2 separate regions of the Aedes albopictus genome follow, and region 1 is linked to region 2. The links are chromatin contacts, called in public Hi-C maps. All regions are on one chromosome and are shown on one strand. Each heading gives the region's core, a stretch centred on a gene start, on an enhancer-like site or on the middle of the called end of the contact. The rest is flanking DNA. Distances are from core to core; before and after follow the strand shown.

Region 1 (3,257 bases), core at 675-3,174, 220 kb after region 2:
AATTCAAAATTTTTTTTGTCCAGAATCTGAAAGAATCCATCCGAATGAAACTTTGATATTTTCATGAACCAAAAAACCGTAGGTTTAAATTTAATTTTGGTAAAATAAAATGTTTGCATATTTTTTGTATCAAATGTGAAAAGAATTCTAAACAAAATTTATCAAACTTTCATGATTGAACGTTTCATCTTTTCAGTAGGATGCTTCCAATTTCATCCTTGTATAAGTGTTTCTTAATTTTGTATTTTAATTAGAAGTGAGCTTGATAAAAAAGAACAAAATCAATCGGTTCCGTAATCACTTGTTTGCAAATAAGATAAATTCGGTAGCGCGAGATCCCAAATTTATATTATTTGTAGGATCGCTAATGACACAGTGACCCTAAACACAAATCCCTTTTTAAACCCAAGTGGATTCACTTTAATCAATTGAAATAAAACCAGGTTCAAATACTCACGTGCTTCTCGACGTAGTAGGGCTGCGGAACCGGGACCTTAACTGGGTAGGGGACTGGTTTTTCAACCGGGACTGGGTAAGGACGGTCAACTGGGACCTGCACCGGGACTGGGACAGGCTTCTCCACGGTGTATGGAACGGGCTTCTCCACTGGCACTGGGTATGGGGCAGGGACATGGACTGGGTAGGGACGGTCAACCGGAACCTTAACTTCCACTGGGACCTTCCGCTCGACGGTGTACGGCACTGGCACTGGCACTTCAACCTTCACGGGCACTGGGACATGCTTGGTCACTTCGTACGGCTGGGGAACTGGAACCTTGACCGGGACTGGGACGTGTTTCTCGACGGTGTAAGGTTGAGGTACCAGCACCTTGACGGGGTACGGACGATCAACTGGAACGTGCACTGGGTATGGGACCTTCTTTTCGACTGGGTACGGAGCTGGCACATGGACTGGGACCTTCACGTATTCCTTGTAGTGCACTGGAACGTGCTTGATAACTTCGTATGGCTGTGGGATTGGTACTTTCACTGGGTATGGGACGTGCTTCTCAACGGTGTAAGGCACATGCTTCTCCACAGTATATGGCACTGGAACTCCCTTAACCAGGGTAACGGTTTTGGTCACATCGGTGTGTCCTCCCAGTAGGAAACTGTGTCCGTGGCCGTATCCATGATAGGCTCCTCCTGCTGCTACAGGAGCAGCATGGTAGGCTCCTCCCAAATGACCATGTCCACCGATGTATCCCACATCCAGACCGTTGATTCCGTACCCGTAGCCCAGATTCAACAAACCACGTTTGTCCAACTTCTTCTCCAATGGCACTGCATTAGCAGCAGATTTCTTTTGATCTGATTCAGCGTTAGCTGAAACCAACAAAAGCGCTGACAGGCATATCTGCAGGAAACGAGAAGAACACAGAACATCAATTAGCACTTCCAACCACTTCCCGGAACACACATGAAGCACATTCTTGTGTCACTCTTTTTCGACAATGTCCATTTTCGTCCATTCCCTCATAAATTCCACCCAATGTCCCTTTTTTGGTCACAATCACTTGGCACAAGAACATCCGCTTCAGAACTAGAACTACACACAACTCTAAGAATTCGCTACTCACAAACAACTTCATTGCGATCCCACTTATAATTGTTCGCATCGATCCCAGACAATGAACTGGATGCTGATTTGTACTAACTTGCCGCTTTTATACTACTTAAAACTTCGAAATCCACTTTCCTTCCATTCTGGGGTGGCTGCATCAGTGCAGGTCCAAAACGTCGTGGGGTGCCCACACTCTTCTAGCTGCGCTGAATGCAAGGTTTGTCTCTTCTCTCCCGACGAAGTCTCCGCGCGCTGCTCTGCTCTCGAAAAGCCGGTAAAAACCACGCGCGTGAGAGACCATCCACACACTTCCACATTTCAATTCAACCCCAATTTCCGTTTGGACCGATCAAAGCAACGCACGATCTCACCGAGCTCTCAAACAAATCCCGCCGAGAGTCGAGATCTCTCTCGCATCCAAATTCTCTCAACTCACCCTCCACCTGGCCACAAGCGCAAGGGTTGGAAAAATCGCGCGACAATTTTCCTCTCCCTTCGAGTCAGAGAGATGCGAAGTCGCTCACTTTTCGACGGCGCGACGGCTAAACTTATCGATCTCACGGTTCGGCGGCGACGGCTGTTTTCTGCACCCACTCTACTCTTTGACACTTCTTCTTCGGCGATACCTACCTACTTCAGATTACCCACGACGAATTGGTTGGTGGTTGCCGCAATAGCAGCTTCTCAGTGGGGCGGTCCTCCCTGCGAGGGGTGCGGTGTTTGTGAGAAAAACAAGATCCACAAACGCTGACTGGGGTCCATTGAATGGGCTGCTGCGCGGCGGCGGTGGCGGCATTTGGTGGTCTGTGATTCACTTTTGTTTGCGGTACAAAGCCGAAAATCGCGCGCGCCGCTCGTGTGTTATACTATTATAACACTACTCGGAGCTGTCTTTGCCGTGTGTAAATATCTACACTTATTATACATTTTATGCATTGAACGGCAGTTGTTGATTCGTTTGTTTTATTTGCTCGGTGTGCGATATTCATGTGCTGCGGCATATATTTTGCAACTCCGGAGGGGCCCTTTTGTGCCGGGTGAACCCTTTAGGAACCTTGATCTCGTTCCGGTGCGCTCGCGCGTTCTCGCGGATATTGTGGGGCAGCTGTTGGGAGTGAAGGCGGTATTGTTTGCTCTGATGCTGTTGAACTTTGGTGTGCATTTCCTCGGTTGTTATGGGCTATATGGTGCGAAAGGGTGGCTTTTAATAAACAATTTGTTTCGAATGTGCGTTACAATGGCTGTTATCAGTGGATCAAGGTTGTACTTCAGTTTTACAAGTTGTTGGAACAAGTGCGCGTGGGCTATAGTGTAGATATGTAAACATCAGTGTAGTTGAAATTTGACTAATTGAAATAAAATAAACATGTTCGTCTCACTTTAAATGGAATTTTTCGGTATCAATTCGTGTGGTCAATCATGATTTCCAAATAGCATATGTGCAAATGGATGAATAATTGGTGAAAATGGGAAAAAAATCCACAGCTCAGGTAAGAGTTGAACTCACAGTCGTTCCGGAAGCGAAACCTGTCACCAGATTCAACAAAAACACACTGGAAATCCTTGCCAAAAAAATTGCCTGGAAATTCGTATTTGCAAGCTGCTGGCATTCATGCCTTACAGTGGCATCGCCTCCTGTACCATTCAAATGTTTGTCGAAATATTGCTTCCACGTTTTCATCGTACATACTCC
Region 2 (3,231 bases), core at 202-2,701:
TATGGGATGTGTTTGACAACTGGGTAGGGTTGTGGGACTGGGACCTTGACTGGCACTGGCACTGGCTTTTCAACATGCACTGGGACTGGGCGGTCGACTGGGACATGGACTGGATATGGGACCTTCTTGATGACTGGGTATGGGACTGGTTTCTCAACTGGGACTGGGACAGGCTTGGACACATGAACTGGGACTGGGCGATCATATGGGACATGGACTGGGTAGTGCACGACCTTCTCAACTGGGTATGGCTTTTCAACATGGACTGGGACCTTGACCGGGACCAGGACCTTCTTCTCAACTGGGTATGGGGCTGGGACGTGGACCTTAACTGGAACATGGACCTTCTTCTCTACTGGGTATGGAGCTGGCACGTAGACTTTGACTGGGACTGGTCGGTCAACTGGAACATGGACTGGGTATGGGACCTTCTTCTCAACGGGGTAGGGAGCTGGCACGTGGTATGGGACCTTGACGATCTCCTTGACTGGGTAGTGGACAGTCTTGTACACTGGATAAGGCTTGGGCACTCCGACCTTCACGGGCACTGGGATGTGCTTCTCCACTGGAACTGGAATGTGCTTCTCCACTGGGTATGGGACTGGGACCTTCTTGACGACGGTCAGAGTCTTCTCGTGATGTGGTTGCAGATCAATGTGGTGATGATGGTCGTGGTGCTCGAATTCGTGTCCACCAAAGTCATGTCCACCAAAGTCATGTCCACCAAAATCATGGTCGAAGAGGCCACGTTTTTCCTGTTTCTTTTCAGCCTGCTCGACTGGTTTCACTTCTTCGGCCTTCTTGTCCTCGGCCGCAGAACTTAAAACCAACAGCGTGGCTAACCCTAACAACACCTGAAACGAAACCCGCCCGAAAACAAAGAACTCATTAAAATTCATGAACCACTATCAAAAAACAATCACTAAATTATCTCGGAAGTCGAACACCCGCCAGTAAGTCCTTGGAAATTCTTTTCACTCGATCACAAACACCCAGACTAATTCTTCTTGTTTCACAACAAAAGCGAAAGTTCAACTGCTAATTAGCATTACACGTTGCCAAACAAGTTCCACTGGATTGAAATGCAAATGCTTTCCTTCTCGACCAGATCGACTGAAACTAGTTCAGCTCTTGGCACAATCTTGCATCATCATCACTTCTCGTTAATCCACTCAGCAATATCCACACAGTCCATTTTGCCACCAAAGTCCATAACACTTCCAACACTTCTAACACTTCACCGAGAACATATTCTCGAGCAACCCCAGCTGCCGAACAGCAGAACACTCAGAATCCACCCAAAGCACGTACCAAAGTTTTCATTGTGATGCTCCTACTAGTTTGTTGGTTGGTGAACTGGGAAGACCAGAGTCCGAAAAGGTACTGGATACTGATCGGTAGCACGCCAGGGTCTTTTATACAGAAAGATATTTTCCCCCGTATCGATCTGAGTCTCTGAAGGCTTTTGGCGCGCGCGCGCGAACCGAATCGAAAGGGGTGAGATTGGGACACTTTTTCCACGGACCGGCGAGAACGAGAGCGATCAACTCCTCGGAGAGTGAGCGTGAGTCGCCTCTCGTGGGAGATAGGGTTGGAAAAGCGCCTGGTGGGTTCTCTCCGAGAAGGGGGTTGTGAGTTTTCCCTTGATCATCGTGTGAGAAGCACGTGCGCGCGGCGTTCCTCAAGTGAGAGCGAGAGTGTGGAACCGGCTTGGGGGCACCAGAACACGGTTTGGCTTACTTTTTCAGTGACCCATTGATGGTACGCTCGGGAGGTCGTGTGTTGCGTACGTACGTGAAGGGGGCCGAGCTGCTCTAGGCAAAAGAAACTCGCTTTGGATCGATTGCAAACAAACAGAGCTGTAATTGGGCTAGTCGGTAATGTTTTGGTTTAGTGTACGGCCACTTGCTTGGGGTCAATGTGCACTACTTTGTAGGGTGATTAGACGGTTTGCTGGGGAACCGGTTCAAGAATGTTTCCTGTGTTTTTATTGTTTTTTTTTTTTTTTTATTTTGGTAATACATATTCACATTTTCTGAACAATTATAAACTTCTAAAGCAGACGGAATTTCGAGAAAAAACTGTTTTGGATACCACATACACCAAATCATGAACACTTTTCAATACAAGCTTTTTTTTGTGTAAAATTGTTTGAAGACGGTTTGCATCAATGTTTCCGTAAATACCACTGTAATTTGTTTGTTTTTCACCTATTCGTTCATTTGGAAGGCTCACATGGGAATAGCAGATACGTTTTTGTTTTTACGTAGTTGATTTTTTTCAAATTTTTACTGCCTTATCACTATGTTAGATATGGGATCCGAAGTACTCGCGGCTGTTTCGAGGTTAGAGATAACATATATTAAAAATTGAAAAGGAGAAATTAGGGGGTCTTAAACTAAATTGTTTACCAACGTATACTATACACATTGATGGGACAAATTGTCCTGATCTGTAACGAACCCAAAAAGAAAGTATTTTATCGGTAGACAACGACAAAAAGAGAGCAAACGGAAGGGGAACGATGACAGACAAGGGCGAACAACAAAACCAAATGACGTACAACGAAAACAACAAAGGACGTATAGTCAGGTTCTTGACGCGGGGGATACCTACCGCTTAAAAAAATAAGACGATGAAAAAAAATGTATGGAGTTTTAATTTACGCTGCCGCATAAAAAATACCTGATTGTGATAAAACTGGATGTATTTCCTCATTTTTTGTTTCATTTTTTAAATATTTTCATTAGATAGCGAAGCAATATTTTCAAAATCGGTTTCCATACACAATTAGAGAAAGGATCAAGATATCTTCTGAAGTTTTTTTCTTAGAAAATGTTTTTTTTTTCTAAAATCATTATTTTTTAATTTTGTTAGAAAACGGTTTTTGTAAAAACGAAACAAATATTGAATATTTAATGAAAAATTCAAAACCAAAAAGTGAGGAAATGTTTCGTCTTAAGGAGAAAAATCAGACAGCACAAATATGGCTGCAACGATGGTCGATTTGGACGCCTACTTACGTTTTCAAGAGCACCACTCTTGAAAATATGAAAAAAAGCATTCGATTTGAAAAAGCTGCCTTTTTTGCAAGTAAGCAAAGCCAGGATTAACAAGTGCCTTCTAAAGCCTGCCTCTAAAGTTTATATGCAAAATTGCAATAGGGTTTCTTAATGTTTCACCTTAATGATCACTGTTTATTTCATGCTGCATTTGTAATCTGTCGTTTTC

The links. Hi-C and Micro-C count contacts between places; a contact is called where the count stands out from the background.
Region 1: a contact with region 2 is called in a Hi-C map of whole body, with 4 times the contacts expected there. The contact joins the promoter of LOC109421253 here to the promoter of LOC109421255 in region 2. A contact is called at or near these places in 3 of 3 Hi-C or Micro-C datasets (embryo, whole body and whole pupa).

What each region holds. Positions count from the first base shown.
Region 1 is chr2:39,287,176-39,290,432 of AalbF5, forward strand. LOC109421253 (MAGE-like protein 2) reads right to left here and starts at 1,925. Exons shown (of 3, transcript XM_029854512.2): 1 at 1,581-1,925; 2 at 458-1,357. The coding sequence starts at 1,619. The region is part of intron 9 of LOC109421171 (angiotensin-converting enzyme); the gene reads left to right.
Region 2 is chr2:39,063,318-39,066,548 of AalbF5, forward strand. LOC109421255 reads right to left here and starts at 1,452. Exons shown (of 2, transcript XM_019695740.3): 1 at 1,312-1,452; 2 at 1-854. The coding sequence starts at 1,323. The region is part of intron 9 of LOC109421171 (angiotensin-converting enzyme); the gene reads left to right.